Regions from separate parts of the Mus musculus genome. Here regions 1 and 2 are each linked to region 3. The links are chromatin contacts, called in public HiChIP or PLAC-seq and promoter capture Hi-C maps. All regions are on one chromosome and are shown on one strand. The core of a region is the stretch at or near the end of the contact, and the rest is flanking DNA. Distances in the headings are between cores, read along the strand shown. Region 1 holds the start of Limd1 (LIM domains containing 1). Region 2 holds the start of Lars2 (leucyl-tRNA synthetase, mitochondrial). Region 3 holds the start of Tcaim (T cell activation inhibitor, mitochondrial).

Region 1 (3,816 bases), core at 194-2,693, 670 kb before region 3:
AGCTCCTTGGCTGGCGCTGCTAGGGACCATCGGTGCTGAAACAGTTGTGCCCTTGGGTTGAGCGGAGGTCCCATTCTCCAAGCCCATGGAAGAAAAACCGAGGTTCACTCGCTGAGAGGAGGCAGTGGACCAAAGGCCTGTTGGCTTCTCGCTGCTATGGCCACCAATGCCACCGTCCTGGCCACTGATGCCACTTTCAAAAGACCTGCCAGAGCACACTGTGGAGAGCTGTGGCTGGTAAGGGTGATGGTCTCCACAGGATTTGGGCAATGTGGAGTCATTCCCTGGGCAACCAGGCCATCCACTTCCTACACCCAGACTCACGCTGGGGCACCCTTCAGGTTTATCACCCCACTGTGGGCTTGCCAAAGAGAAATTGTCATAATAGTCTCCGTGAGTGAGGCAGGAAGGGTCTTCACAGGAGGGACTCAGGCCGTGTAAAGCAGGTCTCTGGGAACTCACAGGCCCCTCCCTGGAACCACAGTTCTGACTGCCAGGCCTTGCACCATGGGCAGATGGCCTGATCCTCTGCTCCTGAGATGGGTACGAGGGCTGCGCGGCCGCAGTGGTAGTAGCTAATCCAGGTGCCACTGTTGGCACAGCCAGAGGAGGCTTAGCGGCCCCATCTGCAGCCAGCTTGCCGCTCGCACCCTGACGGTTCCCACCGTTGACCGGGCTTCTGCCTGCCCTAGGTAGGGCCTCCTCCTGTAGGAGCTGCTGCTGTTGCTGCTGCTGGAGGTGGATTTTGGCCATCTTGGTCGCGAACACCCTTCGAGTTTCCTCAAATTCTGGGTTGTTGCCAGCACCCTTGTCCACCCGGAAGAGCCCATCCTTGGAGGCCTCATACATGTTCAGGTCCTCGATGAACTTACTGGCCTCAAGGCCCAGATCATCGTATTTATCCATGTTGTAGATCAGTGTCCGGGGCCTAGCCCTGGTTCAAGGTGTGAATGTGGTGGGGGAGATTTGGGTGCTGGCCGAGGTTTCAGGTCCAGCCTAAGGCAGATAAAGATTCCCACCTGCCCAGCAAGAAGGTCATGACTCCAAAACTCACAGTCCAGCCAGAGTTGAGGCCTTCAGGCCAGCGGGGCTAAGTTTACTTTCAGACTTCTTTTCCCCCGGGGAGCGTCCACGTGGGGGCAGAGCAGCCTTCAGCCGTGCCCGGCCTGCTTAGAAAAGTTCTCTTCTCCAAGTCACAAAACCCAAAACAGGCGAAAGAAGACAGAGAACGTCCACAGAAAAAAAGTAAACTCACATCCACGTCGAACAATCGAACTTGCAAACACACCGGGCAGCCCCTGGCCTGGGGCCGGTGGCCGGATCCAGCAGAGCTCACTGCAGCCGCGGCGCGCGGCCCATTGTCCGATGGCGGCGGCCGGCGGCGGGACGCGGAAGTGAGCGCGCGGGTCGTCAGTCCCGGGAGCTCGCTGGCCGGCTGCGCCCGCCCCGGGCCGCGCAGGGGCGCGGGCGGAGGCTCGGAGGGCGGGGCGGGGCGGGGCGGGGCGGAGGCTCGGAGGGCGGGGCGGGGCGGGGCGGGGCGGGGCGGAGGCTCGGAGGGCGGGGCGGGAGCGGGGCGGGGCGGGGCGCCCCCTGCAGGCCAGTGATGCGCACGCCGAGTTTTGGCGTCCCTCTCTGGGCACCGGGAGAGAGTTGCAATTCCCGCAGTACTTTTGCCGCGGACTGTTCAGTTTCCCGCCGCTGCTGGAGAGTCAAGGGTGCGCCAGGCTTCCCTCGGGTCCCCTCGAATGAGAGCATCTGTGTTGGACGTCCTAAGTGTGCCCAGAGAGGCTTGTCGTCCTTACTGGGTTTCTTGAACCCCAAGCAGTTCTCACCACTCCAGGTTGCCATGGCTCTAGATAACACACATAGCTCCTATGAGGTGACTGGGGATAGTTTACGTTTCCCACACAGCCGCCAGCGTGATCTAAAACCAATCCCAGGCCTGTCACTCTTGAACTTGAACCCTCAAGGCTTACTCCGGACTTATTTTGAAATCCCGCCTTCACTTCTACAAACAGGCCTGACTGCCCCGCCTACCCTCCCTCTGATTTGGGACCTTCCCTGCCTGAACTCCCGGTGGATGGAACTTCCTAGTGCCTGCCGAGAGCCTGCTGATCAGCTTCTGGTGTCTCTTCTTTCCTTCCCAGCTAAAATCACCTCCCCGTAAAGTTACCCCCACCCACAACCCCTTTGTTTCCTGCTTGGTTTGAACACTATTTAAATCCAGGGATACTGAAGTCACTGACCTGCAGGCTTTCTCCCATCTAGTTTAAATGTTTCCAGGTCTCTGCTCATACTACCTAATAGATGTAAATGTTATGCAAATAGTTCTCAGCAGTTTTGTTTGGTTTTGTTTTGTTGTCTTTCAGGAATCATGACAAGAAAATGAAATCTGTATGTGTTTAACATAAACACCTTTTCTTTTCCTGAGTATCTTGCCCTTGTTCAGATGTGGAGCTCTAGGTATGGAGGGTCAGCTCCAGCTGTTTATTTGTCTGCATGCCCCTTTTTGGTTGACAGCTAATCAGTTATCCACTTCATTACACCTGTATATGCGCAGGGTTTGGTTGAACATATGTGTCTTGGCAAATCTCTCTAAACTGTGACGAGGAACAAACAAGATAATATATATGGAAGTGCTTATATTCTTATATTCTATAAACACAAAAATGGTTCACTGTCCTGTAGACTCTGAAGGTTCAGGATATTTGTTGAAAATGAAGAGTTCCAGGCTCCAGCCCCAAACTACTAACCCCAGATTTGTGTTTTACGGCATCTGTGGGATGGGAAGACGATTTGCACAATAAAATTTGAAGAGTGAGTACTGCTATAAAGCATTATACTAAAACTAGGTTTTAAAGTTATTTTAGTTTCAAATTATGTGTATATATGGTGTGTGTGTGTGTGTGTGTGTGTGTAGGTGAAAGGGGAAGAGAGAGGTGGGGGAGGAGAGAGGACAGATGTTCTTCTAAGCCAGAGAGAGAATCAGAAACCCCAGAGCTGAAGTCGTAGGTGGCTGTGTGGCGCCCTGTGTAAGTACTGGGAACTGAACTCCAATCCTTTGCAAGGACAGTGTGTGCTCTTTACTGCTGAGCCATCTCTCCAGCCCAGGATTAAATATTTTTATTTTAAAAGAATCTCCTATACCCAGAGCTACAACCCAGTGATAGAACACTCGCTGGGCATACATGAGGGCCTGGGTTCCATCCCCCAACAACTACAGTAATAATAACAGCAGCTTATAAAGATGGCATCCAATATACCATTATGCAAGTGATCCTTAGAAGTGCTGGACATGGGCTGGAGAGATGGGTCAGTACTTAAGAGTACTAGCTGTTATTTTAGAGGACCTGGGTTTGATTCCCAGCATCCACACGGTGGCTCGCCACTGCCACAACACCCTCTTCTGGTCTCTCTAGGTACTGAATGCATGTGACATAGACAAACTTGTGAGCCAAACACCCATACACAATGTTTGAATGTTTTACTGACGCTGTTCAATACTGAAGACACCGAAAAAAAATCCTAATTCTGTGCACATTTATTTAATGCCAAAATTATTTAATATAGGCCACTTTTGTCTGTTTCATGAACTTGAAAACATGTGTTGACTAGTATTTCAAAAGATGTGTTCAGGGCTTGTAAGGTGGTCCAGCGGGTAAAGGCACTTGCTGCCAAGCCTGCTGACCTGAGTTTGATTTCCAGAAACTATATAGTAGCTTCAACTCCTCCAACATACACACATTAAATGAAGGGATGAATTAATGGATGAATGGATGAGTGGATATTTTTTAAAATGTATTCATTATTGCCTAT
Region 2 (3,933 bases), core at 674-3,173, 560 kb before region 3:
ATTGCTAAAGAGTAAACAATTTGCTGAAGAAAAGTATTTGTTCCAAACTACAATGACAAAAGGTTATACAACTCCATAAAGAGTTCACATATGAGGAAAGAACCCCAAAAACATGTTTAAAATAGGCAAAGATATAAGCATGGAAGTATATCGCAGTGGTAGAACACTTGCTTTGCAAGTCTAAAACTCTGGATTCAATCCACAGCACCAGAAAAGGGGGATTGGTGCCCCAAGTGAGGGATAAGACAGAGGACAAAAGCTAAGAAACATGAAAAAAAAATCAACTTTACAACTAATCAAAGAAATAAATACAATTAAATATCTTGCTTATAGTTTTAATGAAAACAATTATGTGTATACACTATTGGTAGATGCAAATTAAGAACACCTCTGAAGCAATTTGGCAATGTATGTATGCCAGAGGAGTTAAGAAACTGTGATGTCTCACACCTGGAATGCCAGTAGCTTGAGAGGCTGAGGTAGGAGGACTGTCAAGAGTTCCAGTACAACCTGGGCTACCATGAGCTGTAGGGAAGCCTGGGCTATACAGCGAGACTCTGTCTTTAAACAAACAAATAAAGAAGAGGCAGGAAAGATGGCACAGCAGTTAAGAGAGCACACCGCTCTTGTACAGGATCCCCGTTTGGTCCCCAGCACTCACAGTGGGTGACTCACAATGCCTATGATTCCAGCTTCAGGAAGATCTGATGCCTCTGGCCTATATGGGCACCCACACTCACACACACACACAATTAAAAACAAGTCTTAAAACAAAAGCAGATTTGTTAAGAAAATCCAAAGACTAGATATATAAAACAGATGCTCAGCACATCAGTTCAATACCCAGCACCAAAAACAAAATAAAACAAGTAAATACTGTAAATGTGGGGGCTGGAGATATAGCTTAGTGGTAGAGTAATTCCCTGACACTGTTTGAGGCCATTGGTTCCATCCTGAGCAATGCAAAATAAAAAATAAAAATAAACCCCAAACCCTTAGGCATAGGTCCAAGATCACCCTCAGACTCTCCACTAGGGGAAGAGACTAAGAACAAATTGTCTGTGCTCATGCCTATGAATTTACAGAACTTTTAGATTTCAACCATCTTCTGTTCTTTTTTTACTTACTAGGCACAGCTCTGGGCCATTTCAAGTACCTGTCTACTGAAGTCTTAATAGGCATTGCCTCTTCCTGGCATCAAAAGCAGCCATTTTAGCAGAGGTTGGTGTGGATACAAACAAAACGAGTAAGTTAACACACACCTCACCCCAACAAACATGTCTTCTAAAAACACAAATGTCAGCAGACATGTCTTGTAAAATACTAATGTTAAACACACACACACACACACACGCTACTTCTAATTTCCTGCAGGATCTCAGGCAAGTTATTTCGTATCTGGAACTCCACCTTCTCTGTAAGCTGTGAGCCTGTTAAGATCCAGGCGACTTGTGAAGACCTGCGGGTCCTAATTAATACTGTGGGTCCCCCAAAGATGTAGTACTGATGGTCCTTTTCTGGGTCCAAACCCCCAACCCCGAAGAGAAGATCCAGGCACCCGGGGGGAGGTGAGTAGTAGAGGAGAATTCGAATACAAAGCCATGTGAAGATGTGCGTTCTCCGAGCAAGAGTCCGGAGCTGTCAACAGGGTCCATGGCTGAAAGAGCCTATAGACTAGAATCTCGGAGCTTTTCCCATTTTGTCAAACTCCAAGGTCCCGGGACTCCCGAGCCTGTCCGCACCTTCAGCTCCGGGGGCTAAGCGGGGCTTGTCTCTCGTCTTCCTGAGCCCCAGGCGGGGCTTTCTGCGCTCAGGCTCTGTCTGGCCAGCTGCTACCTTCTGCCTCGTTCCCCAAGCATTACACGAGCAAGACCCAGCCAGTCACTCTGGGCGCCGCCATGTTGGCAAAACAACAACTTTATCGAAAGGGGAGGCCGCGGACACAGACAGGAGAGGCGGAGCCAAGAGGGAAAGGCGAGATGCGGGAGAGACAGCGCTGACTCCGCCCCCAAGCTGCTCGCCCAGGGCTGACCCCGCCCAGGCCTCGCCCTCTACGCCTGCTATCGGTACAAATTCTGCTTACCGGATTGTCCCGGTCTTACAATTAGAACAGAAACGAGGGAGATGCTAAAGGATGAAGTGACAGGTGGTTAAAAGAGCTCTGGGGTGGTTCAAGGCCAGGGTTTGAATCTCAGCGTCACAGAAGCTGCTACTGGGCTGGCTTGTCTGACTTTTTGATCCATTATGGGCCTGGTGAGGATTGAAGCACTTTTCATCCATCATATCAGGTGATCTTCTAGCCCCAGGAGGAGAATTACCTAGCCCGGAGTAGAGCGGGGAACAAAATGTACTGACAGGAAAACAAGCTGTCTGACCTCCTTCCTTATGGGGTTAATGTGCCCCATCGCCCAGCACGCACTGCATGGAGCAAGAGCTTCTTGCCTTGTAATAAATCAAGGAATTGCAAAGGAACAATGGTGTAATTACACTCTATCTTTTAAAGGAAGAATCTTTTTAAGGCCACATGTGAGAAGTGTACTGAGATTTGCAAATAGTGCAAAATGGTTGCTATCCAGTAATAGCGGGGGGGTGGGGGGGGAGGGGGGAAACAATGTCTGAGTGCCATCTCTTCCTACAGGGCTAAAATCAATTGTAGCTTCACAGACAATCCATCCCGTCACTGTATGTATAATCTCCATCTTAGTTTCTGTCCTTACATGGGTCAATGCAGTCCATAAGGAGACCAGCAGGGGTGTACACTCCTACAGAATAAAACTTCATTCTGTGTGCCACCCAGGAAACATAGGAAGCTTTTGTCCATTTCCAAGACTTCAACGACGACAACAAAAACAGTCTCCTGATCATTTAAAGCTCAAAACACCAGGTTGTTCTAGACCAGCATCAAACCTCACCTGGAAACCAATTCTGTGCCACCATTGCCCTGATACAGTTCACACTAGGTTTCCACTGCACTGGCTTCCCATCCCCCACCCCCAGAAGTGCCCTCCTTCAATTTCAGCTGACTCTCCCCATACTCTTTCCCCCCACACAACCCCCTCCCATCCTCACCCACCCCCCCAATCCTCCCATAAAATCTAATCTACCTTCCCAGGTCGGTTCCTATGTCTCCCAAGACCCCTCCTCTTTACATAACCTCTCTGTTTCTAGATTGTAGCTTGATTATCATTTACTTAATGGCTAAAATCCTAAAATCCCCTTATAAGTAAATACATACCATATTTATCTTTCAGATTCTGGGTTACATCACTTGGGGTTTTTTTTTTTTTTTCTAGATCCATCCATTTGCTTGCAAATTTCATGATGTCACTTTTTTTTTTTTTTTTTTTTTTTTTACAGCAAATACTCCATTGTGAAAATGCACCACATTTTCTTTATCCATCCTTCTATTGAGGGACATATGGATTGTTTCCAGTTTCTGGCTACTATGAAAAAAACAACAATGAACATGGTTGAGCAAGTATCCTTGAGGTAGGATAGAACATGCTTTGGGTATAAGCCCAAGAGTGGTACGCTGGGTCTTGAGGTAGATGGATTCCCAATTTTCTGAGAAATCAATATATTGATTTCCATAGTAGCTATACAGGTTTGCACTCCCATGATGGAAGAGGGTTCCCTTGTTCCACATTCTGGCCAACATGAACTGTCACTTGTGTTATTGATCTTAGCCGTTCAGACAGGTATAAGAAGGAAGTAGTTTTGATTTAGCATTTCCTTAAGAGTTTCTCAGCCATTTTAGACTACTCTATTGAGAACTCTCTGTTTAGATCTGTACCTCATTCTTGAATTGAATTGTTGGGTTTTTTTGTTTTTGTTTTTCTTTTATTGTTTTTCTGGTTTTTTTGTTTGTTGTTTGTTTGTTTGTTTGTTTTTTGATATCTAGTTTCTTGGGCCCTTTATGTATTTTGGATATTA
Region 3 (3,949 bases), core at 292-2,791:
CCTCTCACCCAGAGACCAGGATTTAAAAAAAAAAAAATGCTTTTAGGCTTTCTACTTAGAGTAGGGAACCAAGTAAACAACCAGAGCAAAACCAGGAGACAGTATTAGACATATCAATGATAACAAGTTCCATTTGTTTGTTTTTGGAGACAAAGTTTCTCTGTGTAACACCCCTAGCTGTCCTGGACCTCATTCTGTAGACCATGCTGGCCTTGAACTCACAGAGATCCAACTGTCTCTGCCTCCTGTTGCCTCCCATTGCTGGGATTAATGACACTCCACCATCGCCTGGCTAGATAACAAATTCTTTAGCTTTCCTTTTGTATCTTGCTGGAGAGTTAAATCATAACTACAAACTCTACAGTTTCAAGAAGGATTCAGGCACTTCTGGCCCAGCCTGACCTAATATATACAGGCACTGGTGCTACTCCAAGGTCCAATTACACCCACTGAACCCTAAGATCTGGCACAAGAGAAAAAATTACGACAAAAACTCTTCGGACCTGCTGTTGCCCCCTCAAACCATTTTCATCTTATAGGTTAGTGTAGGGCATGTCTTCTGGGCCTTTCCATTATGAGGGATCAGGTTTTTCAGAGAGTACCCACTCTAGCACTGCAATTTCCCTGAGCTTAAAACTCCTTCATCAACACTAAGCCAAGGGATGGCAGGCATCTCCAGTTCCTTTTCAGTAGGCCATCTGTAGACAAATCTAACCAACCAACCAGCCAACCAAACTTTGACACCTTTTTAAAACTATATGAACTCCACATTAAATCTGGAATCTCCAATCGGTGGTCTCAAACTGATAAAATTCAGCCTGATCCTGTTTCCTTTTACCATTATCCTACAATCTTAAACCCATTCGCACACACACATTCCACAGATGTCTTGAATGAATTAGCACACTCCTTAAGCTCTTTAGTGGTGAAGTGCACTTGAGTAATCTACGCCTCAGACTCCCCTCTGAGAGTCTACTTAGCCATAAGTTTGATTACAGGTCTAGAGGTGAATGGACAGGTCCGCAACTTGGGGTGCAGCTCCTCCCAGGGCCCCACCAGCCTCAAGGCTCTCCCAGCAGCAGCCTAAACCCAGCTCCCATCTGACAGCCTCGCCTACGCCTCAGCACGCACAGGCCAAGGCCTGTGTGGCAAGTGTGGAGTCCCTGGGCAACTTTCGCTCTGCAGGGAGCTCCTGACAGGTCTGGCCCACTGTCTCAGAGGCCTGGGTTCGTGCTTGGACGCCCCGACACTTGGAGCCGGCAGGCCGCACGAACCATGCTCATTGGCTAAGGCGGACCGACCTTCCTCCTAGAACGCCTGCGCAAGGCCGGCAAGCGGCTCCCAGCCAGGACGTCGGCTCTCAGCGGCCTCCCACCCCGCTTCAAAGCGGTGTCCTTACCCCGCTATCTGCGGGTTTCCGAAGGCAGCTTCGGGAGACACAAGCCGGTTCTTCCGGCCGACTAGGTCTGAGGGAGAAAGATGATTGGCAGGCAGGTGGGAGGACGATAAGCAAAGGTAAAGGAGTAGCGGGAGGCAGGGGCGGGGCCAAAGCGCGCACGCGCAGCCCCTGGTGGGGAGGGGGGAAGGGGCGGAGCTATGCAAGGCGCTCTGGTGACGCAGTTCTTGCTGAGCAGCCGTTGGTAGTCTTGGTAGGCTTCCCAGATGCAGCTGAGTGTGAAAGATCCGGTTCCTCTGGCTTACATTTCCCACTTGACTTTTCCTCAATCTAATCTATTTGAGATAGTTTAATTATTTGGGACAGTGGCTCACACTGTAACCCACGCTGGCCTTGAACTTGCGGCAATTCTCCTGCTTCAGCCTCCTACGTGCTTTGATTACAGGCATGACACATCGCGACTCCTTACTAGGCTGTTTTTAAACGTTCAGTGTACTCAGCATGGGCTTTTTACTGCTTTATTGGACGTCTGTAACTGATCTCCAGACCTGCAAATGATGGAATATAAACTGCTTTTCGCTTTGCTACCTCTTGGCTTGGTCAACCAGCAAGAAGCCATCCCACCCCTTCTCTCAGATCTTCATTCTCCTGAAGACGACCTTGCGGCCCACATCGTGTCCTTTGTCTGCAGGAGCATAGTTTACAATTGCCCACCTGTCTCTGAGGCAGTGTGTGCGCCACATGTCACGCAAGCTTAAGAGTGCTGGGACTCAATTTTCCTGCCCTTGTGAGACTGTAGATTTAAGGACACTGCCTCTACCCATTTTGAGAACTCCTTTAAATACTTGTCCCATTTATTACCCTATTTAGGGCTTTTCCCCTCTAGACGACTTGAATTTGTGGCGTACAGTACTATTTAGAGTGAGGACTATGTTAAAGAGAATAGGCTACAGATACTGAAGGTGGTTTCTGAAGGAGTTTTTGTTTTTTGTTTTGAGACGGGATTTCTCCGTGTAGTCCTGTAGACAAGGCTGGCCTTGAAGAGAGATCTGCTGGCCTCTGCCTCCTGAGTGCTGGGATCAAAGGCATGGGCCACCACCACCTGACAACTTCTGAAGTTTTAACTTCTTAGTGTTTTGGGACAATCCTTGTTAGATATTTATATTTTGGCACATTTGTTTAAAATATTTTCATTAGCAATGTCCTTAGTCACATATTATCATAAAGCATACAGTACTGTGCTGCCAGGTCGACCAACAGATGAAAGTGTTTGCTATCAGACCCTCCAGCCTGACCACTGTGGTTTGATTACCGTAACTAGATGGAGGTGGAAGGAAAGAACAGATTCCAAAAACGCTGTCCTGCAAAAATCCACATGGATGTGTGCTCCTCCCACAACGTACACGTAATAGTCATATGAGACCCACTGAAAGGGAGCTGTTAGGAGGGTAACTTAGACATTTGGTGGGGTGCCCTGGATCTTTGTGTTTTCAGTCTGTGCTGCTGCTTTATGTTAACTTCACACATGCTAGAGTCCTTAGAGAAGAGGGAGCCGCGATGGAGAAAACACCTCTGGAGATCACACTGCAGGAAAGCATTTTCTTAGTGACTGATGTAAGAGGTCCCAGCCCACTGTGAGTGGTGCCATCCATGGGCTGGTGGTCCTGGGTTCTAGAAAACAACCCTGAGATTCCACCTCGCAACAGTCTGAATGGCTAAGATCAAAAATTCAGGTGACAGCAGATGCTGGGGAGGATGTGGAGAAAGAGGAACACTCCTCCACTGCTGGTGGGATTGCAAGCTGGTAGAACCACTCTAGAAATCAGTTTGGCTGTTCCTCAGAAAACTGGACATAGTACTACTGGAGGACCCAGCTATACCACTCCTGGGTATATACCTAGAAGATGCTCCAGCATGTAATAAGGATACATGCTCCACTATGTTCATAGCAGCCTTATTTATAATAGCCAGAAGCTGGAAAGAACCTAGATGTCCCTCAACAGAGGAATGGATACATTTGGTACATTTACATAATGGAATACTACTCAGCTATCAAAAACAATGAATTCATAAAATTCTTAGGCAAATTGATGGAACTAGAAAATATCCTGAGTGAGGTAACCCAATCACAAAAGAACACACATGATATACACTCACTGCTAAGTGGATATTAGCTCAGAAACTTAGAATACCAAGATACATTTTGCAAAACACATGAAACTCAAGGAAGACCAAAGTATGGATACTTCTGTCCTTCTTAGAAGGGGGAACAAAATACCCGTGGGAGGAGATACAGAGACAGAGTGTGGAGCAGAGACTAAAGGAATGACCATCCAGAGACTGCCCCACCTGGGGATCCATCCCACATACAACCACCAAACCCAGACAATATTGTGGATGCCAACAAATGCTTGCTGACAGGAGCCTGATATAGCTGTCTCCTGAGAGGCTCTGACAGTGCCTGCCAAATACAGAGGTGGTTCTCTCAGCCAACCATTGGATTGCGCACAAGGTCCCCAATGGAAGAGCTAGAGAAAGGACCTAAGGAGCTGA

Evidence for each region. HiChIP or PLAC-seq counts read pairs in DNA pulled down with a chosen protein or histone mark. Capture Hi-C pulls out chosen DNA fragments and counts their contacts.
Region 1: an H3K4me3 HiChIP or PLAC-seq map of craniofacial prominence shows a contact between it and region 3, with 6 times the contacts expected there. The contact joins the promoter of Limd1 here to the promoter of Tcaim in region 3. A contact is called at or near these places in 2 of 39 promoter capture datasets (erythroid cells and hippocampal neurons), 1 of 484 Hi-C or Micro-C datasets (CD4 T cells), 2 of 115 datasets of contacts at active chromatin or transcription factors (craniofacial prominence and extraembryonic endoderm stem cells) and 1 of 9 other capture datasets (adipose tissue).
Region 2: a contact with region 3 is called in a promoter capture Hi-C map of adipose tissue, with 3 times the contacts expected there. The contact joins the promoter of Lars2 here to the promoter of Tcaim in region 3. A contact is called at or near these places in 2 of 39 promoter capture datasets (hippocampal neurons and pre-B cells), 3 of 484 Hi-C or Micro-C datasets (CD4 T cells, muscle stem cells and uterus), 5 of 115 datasets of contacts at active chromatin or transcription factors (the 230-238 cell line, the SCID.adh cell line, astrocytes and 1 more) and 2 of 9 other capture datasets (adipose tissue and liver).

What each region holds. Positions count from the first base shown.
Region 1 is chr9:123,476,328-123,480,143 of GRCm38.p6, reverse strand. It overlaps Limd1 (LIM domains containing 1), which reads right to left and starts at 1,443. Exons shown (of 8, transcript NM_013860.2): 1 at 1-1,443. The coding sequence starts at 906.
Region 2 is chr9:123,364,917-123,368,849 of GRCm38.p6, reverse strand. It overlaps Lars2 (leucyl-tRNA synthetase, mitochondrial), which reads right to left and starts at 1,923. Exons shown (of 21, transcript NM_153168.3): 1 at 1,743-1,923.
Region 3 is chr9:122,803,139-122,807,087 of GRCm38.p6, reverse strand. It overlaps Tcaim (T cell activation inhibitor, mitochondrial), which reads right to left and starts at 1,541. Exons shown (of 11, transcript NM_001013405.2): 1 at 1,400-1,541.